2 separate regions of the Arabidopsis thaliana genome follow, and region 1 is linked to region 2. Evidence: chromatin contacts called from public capture Hi-C data. All regions are on one chromosome and are shown on one strand. The core of a region is the stretch at or near the end of the contact, and the rest is flanking DNA. Distances in the headings are between cores, read along the strand shown. Region 1 holds the start of NST1 (NAC (No Apical Meristem) domain transcriptional regulator superfamily protein). Region 2 holds the start of AT2G44770 (ELMO/CED-12 family protein).

Region 1 (4,320 bases), core at 1,479-3,978, 770 kb after region 2:
AAGAAAATAAAATCAAGACTCTCCTTACCACAAACGGCGGTGAGACATCAAACAACACCCCGAAACCCAAAGGACAAGGTCTCAAGAAGAAAGGAAGGAGAACTAGATCTTCAATGGAGAGAGATCTGCATCTGAGGCGATGAAAGATCGAAATGAACCTGCCTCTGCCATGGTTGGAACGGCCAGAACTGAAGCTGCAGACGAAGGAGACAAACAAGCAGCAAAACTGGAAGAGCAAAGGATTTAGACTTCACAGATCTAGATCTGTGAATTTAGAACAGAGACCGTTGGAAGAAAATAGGATTCAGATCACATTAAACCCACAAGAAAACGAAACTAAAGAGATTACAACAAAGAAATTCCGGTTTTGGTGCTGAAAAAGCCACCGGAACTGGAAACCCTAGGCGGGGCGGCGAAGCTTCTCGTAATATGTTTTTTTTTTCTTCTAGAAGGAAAACTATAAAATTAAATGGAAGACATTTTGATTATTATAATGAAATGTAATGCTCTCCCCAACAATAACGAAATATCTCCTTTTTGAGATCTTTATTCTCCTCTTTTAAATTCTTATATTAATCTATTTTACAATATTTCACATAACCACTGTAATTATCACAAATCTGACTTTCTTTTATATGTTTCAACAACTATATGGTATGATTATATCTTTTTACACAAATGTGAAATGTCTTATGTGTGTGTGCCTCTCTCTCTTTCCCTCCATTTCCGTTATCCACTACCATTCGACACGTGACAAAATGGGCCAGGCGATGACGATAGAGACGACGTCGTCGTATTCCATAGCTCCATCTCCGGTGTATATTCCTGTGTTAAACCGGCGTGGTACGAAGCGGACCGGTTTAGGCTGGGGTACGGAGATCGGACGGAAGGCAAAGCGAGATGATCATGGCCCACGTGGCTCTCATTGACGGCTGTAATTGAATATGATGTGGGTCCGTTAAGCTGCGAGGCCACGAGGCGGTCTAAAGCCGCCCAGCTAGTAACAAAGCTAGTGTCGACCACGTTGCTGACGTGGATATTATGATTAGTGTCGGGAGAGCTTACGTGGCAGTTGTTGATTGCCTGACTGTTAGGGCTTTCGAGGTTTGGGAGTTTCATGAAAGGGTCAAGATTTAGCTCTTCTTTACAAGATCTCCCCATAAGTTCAAGAAATTGGTCGAGAGTATCCTCGTTGAAGATCTGAGATGATGTCGTCTTCGGCGTATCTCCGCCGCCGCTCAGGGAAGCTCCTCCGACGGGACTGTTTAGGGTTTTGTGAAGATTCTTCTTCTTGAAAATACGACACACCACCCATCCTTCGTCTTGTGATGCTTCCCCTATAATACTCACGACCTTAAATATTCAAAAATCAACTAAGATATATTAGCAAAGTTCATGTTTTGCACTAATCCCATTTAGGTTAAAACCAAAAAGAAAAAGAAAATTCATATTTCAGTTTCATGTGCGTCTGTATATGACAAAGGAGAAAAGAAATATTTGTGGGAAGAAGTAACTAAAACTATTATCATTAAATATTGGGAATTTAAGAAAAAAATAATAACGAAAACGAATATGTGATAGTTTTCATAATGTTATTAAAGAAAATTACGATCATACTTTGCATAAATATTGTTTTTTAAAATATATTAATTACCTTTATATATATATTAATTACATGATATTTTTTACTTGTACATCTTATCATCAGTAACAACTTTTATAATGGTCAATGAAATAATAATTAATCAAAACAAAATCGAGATTGTGATGTAAAATGAGATATTCAAAAAAGAGACCAAATCCTTTGATTGAATAACTCGTATTTAGGTTATGATGGAATTAATACATACCTCATGAACGGTGACATCCTCGGGGGAAATAATGTTGTCATCGAGTCTATATTCATGCATGATCCAATCAGATTTTTGGCCGTGAGGAGCTCGGCCTTTGTAGAAAACAAGAGTCTTTCTCATCCCAATTCTACGGCCATTGCTATATATGATCTTGTCGCGGCCAGTTGCTTTCCAAAATCCAGCCGCAGTGGCTCTGTTAGTTCTCGTTCCCGTCGGATATTTTTTGTCCTTGTGGCTAAAGAAATACCAGTCGTTTTGTGGCGTTGTTCCTATTTTACACATCTCTGCATAACGACAAAAATAATCAGAAGAAAAAAACTTAAATAGTAAATTGTATAATAACCAAACCTATGTTGGTCTTTGCAGTAACTAACTCCGAATATGAACAAACAACATCAACAACTAAGTGTAGATTCTCTGTACTCTAGTCATATTCTCGTAAAAGGATACATGAGATCACGTCATGAATCGAAAGTAGTATAGACAAGACAGCACTTTCATATATATGGAAAAATTAATAAATTCGGAAAATTGGATTATGAGAGTGTGAAAGAGAGAAAATTAATTCATAAAAAATTTCTTTATGGAAATAAACCTTGAATGTCCCAAGGCTCGAGCTTGTTGAGATCAACGTCGCGAATGACATCAAGATCGATCTCGATGCTATTAACTTTCTTCCGGAGATAATACTGCAACAGCTCTTCCTCGGTCGGATGAAACCTAAACCCAGGAGGCACTTGAGATTGTCCGTTCACTGATATGCTCATAGATTTTGACATCATCAAAGAGATTCAAGATTAACTCAAAAATCAAGCAAGAATAGAGCATGTGAGGTTTATTTAATTGTAACTATATATCATACTGAAAGTTGGAGATGAGAGAGCTAGCAGAGAATGACTCAATATATATATATATATTGTTGTATAAAAACAAGATGCATGAGGAAAACGCATGTGTCTCCTTGTACACCTTTTTTTGTTTTTCTTAATTATTAAAATTCAACTCTTATCATTAGCTTTTCCATTTGTATTCATTATTTAGTTTGAAAATTAAAATATAACCCTCCAAGAGCAATATATTAATTTCACTTGTCAATTATTAATGATTATTATTCTCTTGTTCTTTTTTCACAATTATTAGTTTCAATTTTTTTTGGCGTCTAGTTTTAAATAGTTTTGCTATTTTATTGTCATTGTAATTAGTTTAGAAATTAAAACGTGGGCCTCACTATAGTGATTTAGTTACACTTATCTTTTACAAGAACTTAAAATCATCAAATGTGACAATATCAGGCATCGTAATTATTTGTGCTAATATCAATGACATAATATCACTTGGACTATTTCAAATACGTATAATGTATGTTGTTATACATTTTTTTTAGTCTTTTCAAAGTTTAGGTTTATCTTATTCATTAATTCTTTAAACTACTAAGAACCATCGTAAACAAAATAAGTAACTTTGTGTATCTTTACATTTGCAACGAGTAAAGAATTATTGTGAAGAAAAAAAGGAAAACATAAAAAAAGTGATATATAGTTGTCGGAGAAAAAAAAGGTGATGTAGTTATCAAAAGAAAAAGAGTAGGCCCCGTAAGGCAACTAGATTGTAGGAAGCAAGCCCACATCGAACGATGACCCTTGACCTTAAAAATCTCTATAGAAAAGCTCCCTTTAAACAAATTAACAACCCACACATCGTAATAGTAATAGATTGTCTTCTTCTCTCTTTTTCTCTTCTAATTCTTGATATTTATACAAATGATATCTCTCTTTATATGCACATGCACACTGTATTTACAAAATAAAGTCGAAATAGGGTGTCTTAAAAAGTTTCCCTCCGGAAGATGTGGCTTTTTTCATCGATAAATAAACGTTTACACTACAAAAGTTTTTTTTTTTTAAACGAAAAGGTTTGATCGTTACAAAAAAACTAGTTGATGTGACAAAGAGTGTTTTTTTTTGGGATGTGACGAAAATTTATAAAAATATATTAGTAATAATGTGTATATGTTATATATGGGAAATTGTCTTCGAAAGAAAGTGGGAAATAATGCCCCAAACGGTAGATATAGTTTGGTGTTCGAGAGATGATAGAGTTGGGTAATGAGTGTTCCTGTCCCGTCTGAAATAGGATTAACAATCGATTTCACTTTTCTTAGCTAATGAAAATCTCTAGAGTTATACGTTTATTTATTTTTCAAATCTTTGCTCGATCGTTCGAGATGATTTGTAGTATGGTTAGTGCAAAACGAATGAGCCTAATTAAGGGGTGCTGTTTTTATTTTTTTAAACATTTGGTTGTTACGTTCTGTTAGAGACACTATATAAAGGTGAGACGACAGAAAGGTAACGATGACGTCAAAAACCACATAGTTTTATCATTTAGACTGTGGAATTGTATGTGTAAGTACGTGTACTTGTGTAGAAACGTAATTAAGAAAACCAAAATTAATGGAGCTAAGGAG
Region 2 (3,937 bases), core at 856-3,355:
ATCTCAATTTTAAAAACTTTTTGGTGTATTAATATTGATTCATATACGTGCAATCTGGAGATCAAGACATTGAATACTAACACCAAGACGAATTTTTCGGATTGATGGTTTTTGAGTTTTCAAAATAAGTATGTTGGAATGGTGCATTGGCGAATGAAGCATTGACCAGACAAAGGTCATTGGAAAGTAGTTTTTTTTTTTTTTTTTGCGTAAAGCTAAAGGAAGGTAATAAAATACAGTACATGAAAACGAAATAAGTAGTGATATTAAATACTTTAGTTGACAAAATTGACAGCGGAAAAAACATTACATGAAGGCCATAAACTAAGAGCTTTGACCAAATCTGAAGGTAAATCAGGTTTCAGAATCAGAAGAGGATATCTATTCCAACTGGTGCAACGGTAGTTGTACCTGTTGTGTCACTATTGCTTCATAGTTTCGTATTTATTTATTGTTTCTATGATGCTGATATTTGATAATATATAGAGATATATTGTGTTTGCGTTAATTGGTTTGGTCAGTCGACAACCCAAGATTTACTTGTTTGTTATTCGTTCATCAACAATCTTATAGTTTTCTCTGTCAAATATTCTCTTTAAGTAATTTTTTAATTAGGAAGTTTAGGGATTTTTTATAGGTCATAGGTGTAGGTTAAATTAGGTTTGACAATGTATAAGGTGACTCTATAAAATATTATAAGTTTTTCTAAATGAATATATCATTAGTTGGATTACCAATTTGAATATTTTTATGAGATTTTGATTAAGTACTTGAAGTGTTACGTGAAAATATATATAGTTCATGTTTTATCATGGCAATTTTTTTAATTATGACTAACCATTATATGAATGTTTTAAAGAATAATTCTCGTTTCTATTATAAATTTTGGTATGAAATCTCTATTTATAAAAATAATGTGTATGTTTATCAACAAAAAAGAAGAAGATATGTATATGTTTTCTTGATAATACCCGTACATAGAAAGGCTATTACTTTGACTTCAAGTAAAGGTGTAGCAATTATCTATGTTCTTGCTTTTTTCCAAGCATATAAGGATAATCGTTGGAATCTAGGAAAACTTTTAACGCAACTCAACTTCAGATAACAAACGTAAATTTTAACATGGTTAAATATTCGATCTAATTTGTATATATACTTAGCGACACCAGCTTTCACTTATATAAAATTCACGAATAAAATAGTTCATATGATGGTAGCTAAATTTTCAGTACTTTAGAAAATATGAAATGCAAGTGAAGTAGAATTCAGATAACCGGCCAATTGAATAGAAAATTTGATTTAGTTGGATAGAGGAAAAGAATGTTCTGAAAAAGAGTAATGATGTGCATGTGCTCGCGAAAGTTTCCATAGTGTTGATGGTAGCGACCAGTCTTGAGTTCCATTCACGCTAAATCACGTGGACTATAAAGATTACACGTACCATAACCATAAAGCTCTATAAAGATTGCAATTCAAAAAAAAAAAAAAAAAAAAAAGAATTGTAATAGGGGCTAGTTTCTGATTTTGCTTGCTGTAAATGTAACATTTCCTCAAGTTTTGACATAGTTTTTAAAAAACCTCCTTATAGGGACATGTCACATGTGTTGGATGATTGATTAACAATCCGGTGGACCAGAAAACAATGAGTAATTATACGGAGGCCGGCTTTAGTTAAACTTCACACATCAAAATATATGGCCCATCCCTCGCCTTTTGCAATTGTCGCCGACCGGCGCGTGACGATCTACAAAATTTCGATTTTAAACTCAGAAAAATACATAATACAATATACGTCAAAATTGCATCTACTTATTCTAATGGTAGTTGAAGGAAAAAAATCAGAACTCTATGACTTGTGTTATACCATATATTACGACAAAAAAAAAGGGATTAAAAAGTCGTTGACGTTTGACTTAAGTGCCAAATTAATTAACCAATGCTTAATGACCTAACCAAAGTCACTTTTTATTTTAGTCCGGTATGACTTGTGACGGCGACGCTGAAAACGATTGAAGTACACGCGCGGGGTCCTCCAGCCTAATTGCCACCTGTACACCAGCCCTGTCCGTCGTAACTATAAAAATCTCATTTTCCTTTTTTATTTTATTTCCAAACCTCCAAACAATTAAAGAAACGGCAAAAATTTATGCTGAAATCTTTTTTTCTTCCTTATTCTCCTCTTTCGCTTGATTTCGCCGTCCGATTATCTCTATCGCCGATAAATATCCGGCGTCACTCAGTAGATCTTGAAGCTGTTGCTTTCTTGCTTTGCTCTTCGCGCAAGATTCTCTTTCTCTGTTTTCATTGAGGATTCGAAGTTGATCGCTATTTGATTCGATTGGTTTTGAGTTTTCGATCCTCGACGGTGATTGAATTCTCCTCTTTACTTTATTTTTGGTTTTTGAAGCTCGCTGTATCAATCGTGACGTTTTTTGTGATTCGCATTGTGTCTGTAGTAGTTGATCAGGTTTCCGATTGGTTTCTTATTGATTTGATTTTAAAAATTCGATTGCTGATGAAATTATCTGGTTCTGCATTTGATTGTTCGCAGGATGGAGATTTTGAAGTGAATCGGAGGAGCGAATAAGAGAAAGTGAGAGATGGATGATAGAGAAGGCTCGTTCGTAGCTGTTAGGCGGATTTCTCAGGGTCTCGAACGAGGAAGCGTTTACAATTCATCATCTGGTATTTTCATCATCTCTTAGCGTTTCATTGAGAAAAGCGTTTCTGCTTCTCTTAGTATCTAAGCTTATCTCTCTACAATTGTGGTTGATGTTAAACCTTAGTATATGGCAGATTTCGTAGTATAGAGTTGTCTATAAGCTTTGTTTCTGTGTGGTTTTATAGAGTTTTATGGATTAGAGATTTAGACTAGTGTGCCTATGCGTACTATTCCTCTGTTGAAACCACTGTAGCTCCAATAACACTGGAGTTTATTTGTTTTGTTATAGCTGAGGCTGTGCCTGGATCAGCAGCTTGGTTAGGCCGAGGTCTTTCTTGTGTTTGTGCTCAGAGAAGAGATAGTGACGCAAATTCTACGTTTGATCTAACACCTGCTCAGGTACTTGACTTTCCACTGTTCGAGTTGGAAGTTTACATTTATTGTTCCCTACATTATAAATAACGTGTTTGTCCTCTTTAGATTAGCTGCCTTACTTCTAAGTGTATCCAGGTACCTAATTACTAATACCCTATTGTTGGAATTTGCAGGAGGAATGCTTGCAGAGTTTGCAGAACCGCATTGACGTAGCTTATGATAGCACAATACCCTTGCATCAGGTACACTTTTCTTGAGGGGTTTTAAGCTTTCAGAATTTCTCATAAACAAAATTGGACTTGAACCATCATTTGAAGATGGTAGAATATTGTATCTTTTCGTCCCGTGGCCTTTTTACTGTAAGCTAGCATCATAAATTCAAATGTACCAGCTTTGATGATTACTTTGTTACTTCGTCATATGCTCTTAGGAAGCTCTAAGGGAGCTGTGGAAACTTTCCTTTCCTGAAGAAGAGCTTCATGGATTAATATCTGAGCAGTGGAAAGAGATGGGTTGGCAGGGCAAAGATCCGTCAACAGATTTTAGGTATAACACGGACTTTCCTTATCATTTATGTTACAGGTATTTCTTGCATATGTTCTCTGACTTACAGTGCATCATCTGGCAGGGGTGGTGGTTTCATATCTCTTGAAAACTTGCTGTACTTTGCCAGGAACTTTCAGGTATACCTATACACTACATATACAAACATTTCATGAAAAGAATGAGCTGATTTTCCTTTATAAATTTCACTTTCCATGCATCATAAATTATCGATCAATCAGTTATTCATGAATTCACCTCTTATAGATCTTGCTGATCCACTTATGTCACTTAGTTTAAACGGCACATGTCTATATGCTGCAGAAATCCTTCCAGGACCTTCTGAGGAAACAGGTT

Evidence for each region. Capture Hi-C pulls out chosen DNA fragments and counts their contacts.
Region 1: a capture Hi-C map of seedling shows a contact between it and region 2, with 2.3 times the contacts expected there. The contact joins the promoter of NST1 here to the promoter of AT2G44770 in region 2.

The regions. Positions count from the first base shown.
Region 1 is chr2:19,220,188-19,224,507 of TAIR10.1, forward strand. It overlaps NST1 (NAC (No Apical Meristem) domain transcriptional regulator superfamily protein), which reads right to left and starts at 2,729. Exons shown (of 3, transcript NM_130243.3): 1 at 2,449-2,729; 2 at 1,851-2,137; 3 at 538-1,353. The coding sequence starts at 2,635. The coding sequence ends at 730. It overlaps AT2G46765, which reads left to right and starts at 7. Exons shown (of 1, transcript NM_001337210.1): 1 at 7-399. The coding sequence starts at 153. The coding sequence ends at 377.
Region 2 is chr2:18,455,217-18,459,153 of TAIR10.1, forward strand. AT2G44770 (ELMO/CED-12 family protein) reads left to right here and starts at 2,106. Exons shown (of 10, transcript NM_130042.1): 1 at 2,106-2,365; 2 at 2,552-2,685; 3 at 2,952-3,061; 4 at 3,211-3,279; 5 at 3,468-3,583; 6 at 3,666-3,720; 7 at 3,905-3,937. The coding sequence starts at 2,601.